Regions from separate parts of the Arachis hypogaea genome. Here region 1 is linked to region 2. A link is a contact called in public Hi-C data. All regions are on one chromosome and are shown on one strand. The core of a region is the stretch at or near the end of the contact, and the rest is flanking DNA. Distances in the headings are between cores, read along the strand shown. Region 1 has its middle 8.6 kb from the start of LOC112751248. Region 2 holds the start of LOC112749229 (nudix hydrolase 14, chloroplastic-like).

The links. A called contact is a pair of places that touch in the nucleus more often than the background predicts.
Region 1: a Hi-C map of leaf shows a contact between it and region 2, with 4 times the contacts expected there. The contact joins the enhancer-like site here to the promoter of LOC112749229 in region 2. A contact is called at or near these places in 3 of 8 Hi-C or Micro-C datasets (all in leaf).

The regions. Positions count from the first base shown.
Region 1 is chr15:149,337,303-149,341,903 of arahy.Tifrunner.gnm2.J5K5, reverse strand. No RefSeq gene overlaps it. Among protein-coding and RNA genes, the nearest start is that of LOC112751248, 8.6 kb to the left of the region's middle. Within about 2 kb of position 3,278, at least 2 of the 3 cell types and tissues checked have open chromatin away from gene starts, as enhancers often do.
Region 2 is chr15:149,197,350-149,202,216 of arahy.Tifrunner.gnm2.J5K5, reverse strand. LOC112749229 (nudix hydrolase 14, chloroplastic-like) reads left to right here and starts at 1,365. Exons shown (of 6, transcript XM_072218429.1): 1 at 1,365-1,590; 2 at 1,753-1,815; 3 at 2,158-2,250; 4 at 2,347-2,439; 5 at 2,534-2,632; 6 at 3,021-3,173. The coding sequence starts at 1,435. The coding sequence ends at 3,167.

The DNA.
Region 1 (4,601 bases), core at 2,029-4,528, 140 kb before region 2:
GAGTTTGCACATATATGTTCAAGACTCATCCCAAGACTCCTTTTTAACAAAACTAATCTCAATTGATATACCAGATATATATTTCCTATAACTAATAGAACTTAATTTTACTAAGTGATTTCACAATCTTTTGTACCCTTTATCAAGTATAAATTAACTAATTTAGTTAATACACAGCTCCAAACACAGCAAGTAATCTGCTTCATACACTCCTCAATAACAGTGAACTATGCTTCATAAACAACTCAAATTGTCAAAATCAGATTTCAAAAACTGCATAATTTATCAAGCATGGCAAAGCTAAGTTCTCAAACAAAATTTTAATTGAACACAGAATCACAACATAACAAAGCACAAAATACAGCACAGTATATCACAACAGCATTGAGCAAAGCTAATCAATAATCAATTAAACATTCAATAATCAATCAATCATTCAATAATCAATATAATATCTGAACGAAAAATAAAAACAAAAAGAAAAACAAGCATTAGCAGTGAGCAGAGAAGCCATTGCCATCTTCGATCTGAGCCGTGAGCAGTCTGGGCAGAGTATGAGGAAAAGTGGTTGAGCGTGACGGACGACGGTGACCAGGCGACAAGCACAATGACGGACGGCGGCAGAAGCGTGGCTGAGCAGAGGTAGACCAGATGACAATGACCAAAAGTATGGGGTTGGATTTTCGCACTAAAAATAGGATTGACGTTGCAAGTATAGCCCAAACCCAATCATTGATCATCAATCAAATTATAATCCTAAAGATGTCACAATCAACACAAAATAACCGGGAGTTTTAAATCCCGGGTCGTCTTTCCTAGGAACTAATACCAATGAGTGCATAAAATTGGTTGTGAAGATCAAAAGAGTGTTTTCAATGATAAGGAAGCAAACAAATGAAGAGATAAAATAACTAGACAAAATTGCAATTAACAAACTAATAAAGGAATAAAAGAACTATGTATGCAATATAAACAAGACTCAAAATTGATGAAAAAGTGGTTTAAAACATAAATGAAACCTTGACTCGGGATGAGCTATGGAATCCCTTCCTTGCCACAACCACAACTATGATAATTATGATGGATTAATCTCACTAAGTCAACCCTCACATCGGAGAGTAAGTTAAATGAGTATAAGTGTTCTTAACCCACAAATCCTAGCTTGCTTGCTAATTACCTTAGCAACAAATTAGCGTTAGTGGGAACAACAACAATTAACAACCCAAGAATTATCACTAAATGTTGGACATTATGGCTCTAGTAATCCATACACTCATTTTCCCCAAGCCAAGGGGTGGAAATTACCCCATAATCAAAATTGGCATTTTATCAAACACATAGAGGGCATAAACATAAAACATGGCAAAATTGAGAAATTGATGAAAGCTATGAATCATAAATGATCAAAATCAATAAAGGCAACTCAAACAAACATAAAATAAGCATCAAACATCAAATTAACAACTAGAAATCAAGATTGCAAACCTATGCATATATTGACAAGAGAAATGAAAATAGATGAAAGTGTAGAACAAGCAATGTAATTAAAAGAGAAATTAAAGAAATACTTACAATACAATTGTTATAATCCAAAATTAAACTTGAAGTATAAAATTCTACAAACCCTAATTAAAACCCTAAGAGAGAATTACCTAATCTACACTACTCCTACTCCTACTATGTAAAACTATGGAAAATAAAGTCTAAGTCCTAATGCCTTCATATGAGATGTTGCCCCCTTGATATATAGCCTTTGATTTCAGCCTCAAGCCTTTAGAAATGGGACAAAAAGGGCCCCAAAACGCAAGTACACGTGCATTTTTAATGAAGGCACGCACTGGGACCTGTGCGGACGCACAGACGTGTGCGTCCGCACACTTCGCCGAATTTTTACTTGTGCGTATGCACAGAGGGTTGTGCGCACACACACTTTGCGATGCTCTGGACTCGCTCTGCTTGGGTTCTTGTGGGTACGCACAGGTGGTTGTGCGCACACACGCATGCTGATTTCCTTCTTGTGCGTACGCACGCATCCTTGTGTGCACGCACGCATGGCTGAGCTCTCCTCCTTTATTTTTCTTCATGCTTCCTCCCAACTGCATGCTCCTCTTCCATTCCCACCAAGCCATTCCTACCTTATTCATCTGAAATCACTCACAAATAACATCAAGGTATCGAATGGAAGGTAAATGGAATAAAAGTAGTCAAAAATAAGTACAAAAGAGCATGTTTTCATAATCAAGCACAATTTAGGGAGAAAATACAAAAGCATGCTATTTTAGTGAATAAGTGTGAGTTTATGTGATGAAATCCATTCGAATCAAACCAAAATACATCGTCAAATATGGATTCATCAACAGACGATGGACGCGGAGAACGAGAAAGAAGCTGTGATTGGTGAATGAGGAGAGGAGTTGGAGACTTGGATCACGACGACGACGACCAGACAAGGACAGAAGCTCCTGAGCGTGACGGACGGTGGCAGAAGCTATTGTAAGCTAGGGTTTCGTTTTGGAGGAAGATAGCTTCGTTTGAGAGAGTGAGAGTTGAGAGGAGTTTGAGTGAACAGAGGTTGGAGAGCTTAAGAATGACGATGGCGCGACGGACGGCGGCAGTGTCTCCTTCCTTGCAGCGGCGGTGGAGGCTACTGCTAGGGTTTTATTTTTTGTTTGAGAGTGAGTTTGAGAAGAGGAGGAGACTGAACGCCGAACGCTTTCCTTTTTTGTTTTTATCCAAAACCCAAAACAGCACCGTTTCAGCAAAACCAGCCGGGTCTCGGTTCGGTCTGACCGACCGATTCTCAGTCGGTTCAATAGTTTTTAGGCAGTTTTTAAATTAGCAGTTTTATAAGTTAAACCATACCGTAATGAGTCTCGGTTTACGATTTAACCCGTCAGACCGACCGGTCTAATCCAATTTTCAAAATCATACAATTTACAAATCATTATTTTTTTTAAATTCGAAATTATTAAAATTTATTTAAATTAATTATCATCTTATTTTAATTTTTTTTTAACTTTATTGTTCATATTATTTACTAAATCCATTGTCTCCCGTACTTTCTTTAAAAAAAAAAAGTTATACATATATGTACTTTGTTATTTTGTTTTAGTACTGTCTCCTTCCTATAAAGGTAGAGCACGTTTAAATTAGTGTTCCACTTGAAAGCAAGCCTAATCGTACAAATTAAAGTAATAATGTTATATTATCATGTGCAAGGTGTGCGATTTTAATTTTATTATTTTAATTTGGTCAAAGAAAATAATAGACATTGGTCATTATTGGTCAAAGGGAAAAAAGTGGTATACAGAGCAAACAACAGTGGCGGTGGTTGCATGTTAGTACTTAGTACTGATCTCTCTGTCTTCTCAAATTACATATGTGCATGCATTAAGACTTTATAGCAATTTGTTATATAAATTTTTAGCTTTCAAGCCTTGATCAGTTAATTTTATAAAAAAATAATGTTATTTTAGATAACTAATGCTTAAAATAAAATCTTGTTAATATTATTCGATACAAATTAATTTTAATATGCTGTTAAAATTTTATAGTATAAGTAATCAAATTAATTTCATTATTATTATTATTATTATTATTATTATTATTATTATTATTATGTCAACGTATTTTACCAATGAATCTCAATTATTAAATACAATAACATAAACAAACTAATAAATCGATAGCCAGAAAGCTTAGGAATTACTGAATTAGCTTTTGGTCTTTGCCGGTTGTGGAGATTTCGTGTATAGAAGAATGGAACATTTTTAAATAAATTCTAAAAATTAATATTTTAACAATAAATTAAAATAATATTAAATGCCAAAATAATATTTTTTTAGGTGAAAAATTAGGGTGGATCTTTTTCGATTTTGGCCAGTGGCGGAGCCACATACAAGCCAAGGAGGGCAATGGCCTCCCCCAACTATTAAGTTTTCTTTACAAATTATGCATAAATTTTAATTTAGCCCCCTTAAAATTTTTATTTTATTTTTTGTTAATTATAAAGTTTTTTTTAGCCCCTCCCTAAAAGTTAATCTAGCCCCGCCCCTGATTTTGGCCAAAATCAAGTGGATCCCATTCAATTATTTTTTACATTTATGGTATTAGTTTTTAGTGGTAAAATTTTGTATAATTAGCAAATTACATTTAAAAAATTAGTTTAATCAAATTTAATTAATTTTAAAGTTTATAAATTGTATTGATAATTGGTTATTTAATATTATTTAAAATTTTTAAATTATAATCTAGAATCAAAGACTATTTAATTTAAACTCAATATAAATAATTAAACCAAATATGAGATCAAAATATCAACTAAAATTTAAAATATTATTAATTGAATTCGTCAACTTATTTGGTTTTTTAAAAAAAATAAAAATAATTAAACATGAAGAAATGGATAACTAAACAAAATCTTCTTTTAAGGAAATGAAAGTTTGTTTTTACAATTGATAAGCTATGTTAAATTAAATTTAGTTTTAAAATGTAAGAAATTATATTATTATATGATGTCTCATGTGTGTGATGTGTCTTATCTTATTGGTTTAATAAATATTTAATTAAAATAATAAAATAAAAGAAGATATATAATTATT
Region 2 (4,867 bases), core at 116-2,615:
AATTTTCCTCTCAAATTTATTTAATCTGTTAAAGAAAAAAAATCTTAATCTTCTCCAACAGAATATCCTAATTTTTGTTACTTAGATTTCTGTTTTCTTTTCTACCATGAATTTTTCCTTGTAATATATAATATATAGTAACTATATACAATTTTGAAAATTAACATTGTCTAAGTCTATTATTCTTAACATGTAGCTAACAAATTTGAAATATGATTGATCAGAAACCTTGATGTATATACTATCAACTGAAATTGAATTTTGTTCAGCCATAAGTCCTGATTTCCTATCATCAATATGATGGAATTTTTTTCAGCTAACAATTTTCCTTTTCCTTTAAGTTTGTGGCTCTATCCATCAATGGATACGCATAAGAGAGGGAAGAACTTCATGGAAACCAGCATTAACAAATCTAAGGAGCTTTTGAAAAGCATGGACTGTGGCCATGTTTCAGATATCAGTATGACAGAAGTTAACAAAGATCTTGTGGCATCAATTAAGGAAAAACTCGAAGTGATTTCATCTTTGAAATCCATCTTCAGGATCCTTGTGAAGCTTCTACAAGCAAACCCGAAGGTATACGTCCCTACTAAAGTGTCAGAAAGTAAAGATTTTCCCTCGACTGCATATTGTTACTTTGTTGCTGAATTAAATATCAGATTAGTAGGTAGATCCACTGAAATGAACCAAAATGAATAAGTTCTTTTCAGCTGGAAGGAAAAATTCTAATTTAAGTCCTGACAAACAAATTTTCAATTTATTTTTATTGTTTTATTTTTGGAAGAATTTGTGTGTGTATTGATTGTATCGAGTTAAGTGTGATTGACCGCAATGTAACTTGGCTATAGCATTGTTTGATTTGTATAGTTAACCTCGGCTAATATTTTGATTTTTGTGCTTTATGTGTGTGCAGGTCAGCTTCACCGGTTCGATGGAGGTAGGCCGTGAAATAATGCATGCTGCAGCTAGCAGCAACTTGAAACAAGTTTCACTTGAATTAGTAGGAAAGTCACCTCTTCTAATCTTTGATGATGCTGATGTAGATAAAGCTGCTAGCCTTGCTCTCTTGGGCATAGTATATAACAAGGTCAAATTTCTCTTAAGTGAATTAATAATGAAGAAACTCAGGTTACACATTATAATGACACTCTTTAACATTTTGTTCTTGTTTTGATTTCAGGGTGAGATATGTGTTGAAAGTTCACAGTGTGTTTGTTCAGGAAGGGAATGTGCTGAATAATTATATTAAAAGATGGATTTAGGCATTCCTTTCTTCCTCTTTCACACCCTGCAGGTTTTGACAGCTACTAAAATTAGATATTGGAGGTTTTGTTCAATTAGATGCTAGGTTTTGATAAGTCCCCATGAGATGTAATGGCAAAAGAGAATTGATAGGCACACAGTTTCTTCTTGTTATCATGCTATATAAAAAACATGTCTCAGTTGTGGTGGTTTGGTTTGGTTTTTGTTGTTTTCCATTGCAGGAATGCTATTGATTCCTCTTTATTCAAGCAATGGTTGCATAACTTGCAAAGTGAGATTGGGATTCTAGCTGATGGCACCTTGGCTCTGAGACAAGTTCTAATTCAGGTAATTGCATCATCAGTATTTAAAAAGTGGATATGATTTCTGATAATTAGGCCTTGTTAAGTGGTAATTTAAGTAACTGACTAACCTGTTAGTCTTCTAGTCTTATTCATGTTCTCAAATCAAAATCAACGAAACTAGTTGGACTCTTTTTGATGTAAATAGGGTGTAGACATGTTTGGAAAGTGCATTGGGTTTCTCAAATTTAAAGCTGACATTTATAAGCTAGTCTATATTTCCATTTTCTTGTGTTAATTTTAGCAAGGGGCTATGAACTAGTAGACATTTTACCTGTTATGCTCTATATATATTATTCAAAAATAGCTTCTTCTGCTTCAATATCCAAAAATTGGATTCCTCATCATGGCAAGCAATGTATTAATAGTATTTGATTCATAGGCATACCACATTCTGAGCTATGTGGTATCTAAAATGCACAACTATTAGGATCTTTTGCTTCTTACCTTATGTTCTCAGGCATCCATCATTCCTCTTTTGCTTGTAATTTCTATGCACTTGCACCTGATGCTGATTTCTTTCTTTATATATAATAAAGTAAACCGTGATTAGGTTCCAGGTATTGTATTTGCAAGAGGACCTGCTGTGACTGTGTTGATACTTCTGGAATCAGAAGGTGAAACTTATGCTGTCCTTACTGAACAGGTTCTTAGATGTTAGATCCTTGTAGAGAGAACTATGTTTTTTTTCAAACATTTTAACTAGAGTTCCATATTATGCTTATTATTTTTTATTTATCAGGCAAGGGTTCCTACTGGAAGAATTATTTTGGAATTGCCTGCTGGAATGTTGGATGATGACAAGGGTGATTTCGTTGGCACTGCAGTTCGTGAGGCTTCTCTCTCTCTCTCTCTCTCTCTCTCTCTCTCTCTCTCTCTCTCTCTCTCTCTCTACAATTCTCTTTATGGCTTAATTGTGCCTCTAACAGGTTGAAGAGGAGACTGGCATAAAGTTCAAACTTGAAGACATGTTTGATCTCACTGCTTTCTTGGATTCTTCAATAGGATGCAGATTTTTTCCCTCACCGGTATACCTTAAGCATTTTGCATCAACCTTATTGCTTTATTGGTTTTGCAAATAAATAATTTTATCGCTTGAAAAAAGAGCAAATAATGCATCTGCTTTATAGTTGTTCAATAATTTAGTTTGGTATTTTGAGCATAGTTTAGTTTCGTGGTATTGTACTTTTACATTTGCATTTACCAATCAGTGAGCATTCAATTCAATTTCTGGCTATTTGTGGTTCAATCTAACAGTATTTGATAATCCTCGCTTATGGGTCTTTTTTTTTCTAAATAAAATAAAATAAAATAGTGAGAATTTATTATCTCTCTCTCTCTCTCTCTCTCTCTCTCTCTCTCTCTCTCTCTCTCTCTCTCTCTAAGGATCTAATTTTTTCGCTAAATGATTAATAGACAGTAGACTATAAGAGACCAACCTATGAAGAAGTTGAGAACCTCCAAGCCTTACTTCCAAGGGAGTGCAATATCTGCCAAATGCAAATCGGCAAAATGGTGAACTTTATGGATTCAAAATGTAGTTCAATCCATTTTCTTCACTAATTTTCACTTACTATGAGTTTGGAATACCACTGCCACTATTTGTAAATGGATACTAGGTAGAAGCTGCTCATTAGGTGCCTACTACTTTTTGTAATAATAAAGATAACTAGATGTGCAAGGTGTTTGGAATTTTTATTCCTATTAGCATAACAATGCTGATGAATTTTTATAGTAGAATGTGAACCTGGTTTAATTTGGAATTGTTAATACATGCATAAATTAGATTATTTCTTATAATATTTTTATATATATCGTTTTTGTTGGTTCAATTTGTTCTTGATATTTTGCTGCAGGCTAGTATTGGAATGGATAACTTGAACGCTTAATGCACAAAGTGGAGCAGTTTTAGGTTGATTTTGATCTTTTACTAAGTATTTAGATTGATGATCATCTCTATTAGTGTAATTTGATATATTATGAGCAGTTCTAACTTGTATTGTTTCTGTATTTTTCTTCGGTTTTTAGTTTTGGAATTTGAACTCGAGATTTATTTTGTATTTGAGTAATAGTTTTTTAATGTATAAAACAATTATAGTAAATTATATATCTCACTAATTATTGTTTGATTTGTCTTGTAATAAAAATTGCATACTATATTTGTAGGTTTGGTAATAAAAAAGGATTGAAAATTTATATTGTGTAGCAATGAAGATCAAGTAAGGAAAGAAATTTTTTTTTTAATTTAACAAGGCTTTCGCCACGCTTTTAAAGCATGGCTGTATATTTTGCTATGGCTGGCCACGCTTTAAAAGCGTGGCCGTATCTCTTCCTATCGCCACGTTTTAAAAGCGTGGTCGTATCTCCACCTATCGCCACGCTTTAAAAGCGTGGCCAGATCTGCCCTATCGCCACGCTTTAATAGCGTGGCATATCTCTATCTATCGCCACGCTTTTACAAGTGGCAGTTTGTAAAAAAGCGTGGCAAACAAAAAGCGTGGCAATAGGCTGAAAAAAGCGTGGCAGTAGGTCAAAAAGCGTGGCAAAAAGCTATCGCCACGCTTTTTTCAGCTTTTTGCCACGCTTTAAAAGCGTGGCAATAGACGTGTTTTCTTGTAGTGTCACAACCTATTTCACTAAATTGAAATCAATTTGGGAGGACATAGAGAATTTCAGGATGATTCTTTCATGTGAATATGGAAAGGACTGTATGTGTGATTTAGGTGTTGTGAGAAGACAAGACTGAGGATCAAGTTACACGTTTCTTGAGGGGTTTGAACAATCAATATTCGACTGTAAGGTGCCAAATCATGCTCATGGACCCCCTCCCTGATATCCACACAGCTTTTTCAATGCTCTCATAGCAAGAAAGACAGCAACATAGCTTAGAACCTATCTCAATTGATAGACTCGTGGCATACTCTATAACTTTCTCAAACACTCTGGACTTTAGTCAGAATAGAAGGAGAGGAAAGGGTAGAGGAGGTAGGCAACAAGCTAGAGGGAAAGATGGTCGAGGAAGACAACAAGGAAGAATGCAATGTTCACACTGTAGAAAATTGGGACATGCCATAGAGATATGCTATAAAAAGCATGGCCTTCCACCATGCTTGAGGCAAAGGAATGATGGAGAAGTTGCTGTAAACATAATGGCCACAACGGATATTGAGGATGCAAATGGAGAACTCAGTATGCAGTTAGGAGAGTCTGAGACTTCCAATTCTGGATTTACTGTAGAATAAAAGGAAGCTTTATTGGTATTG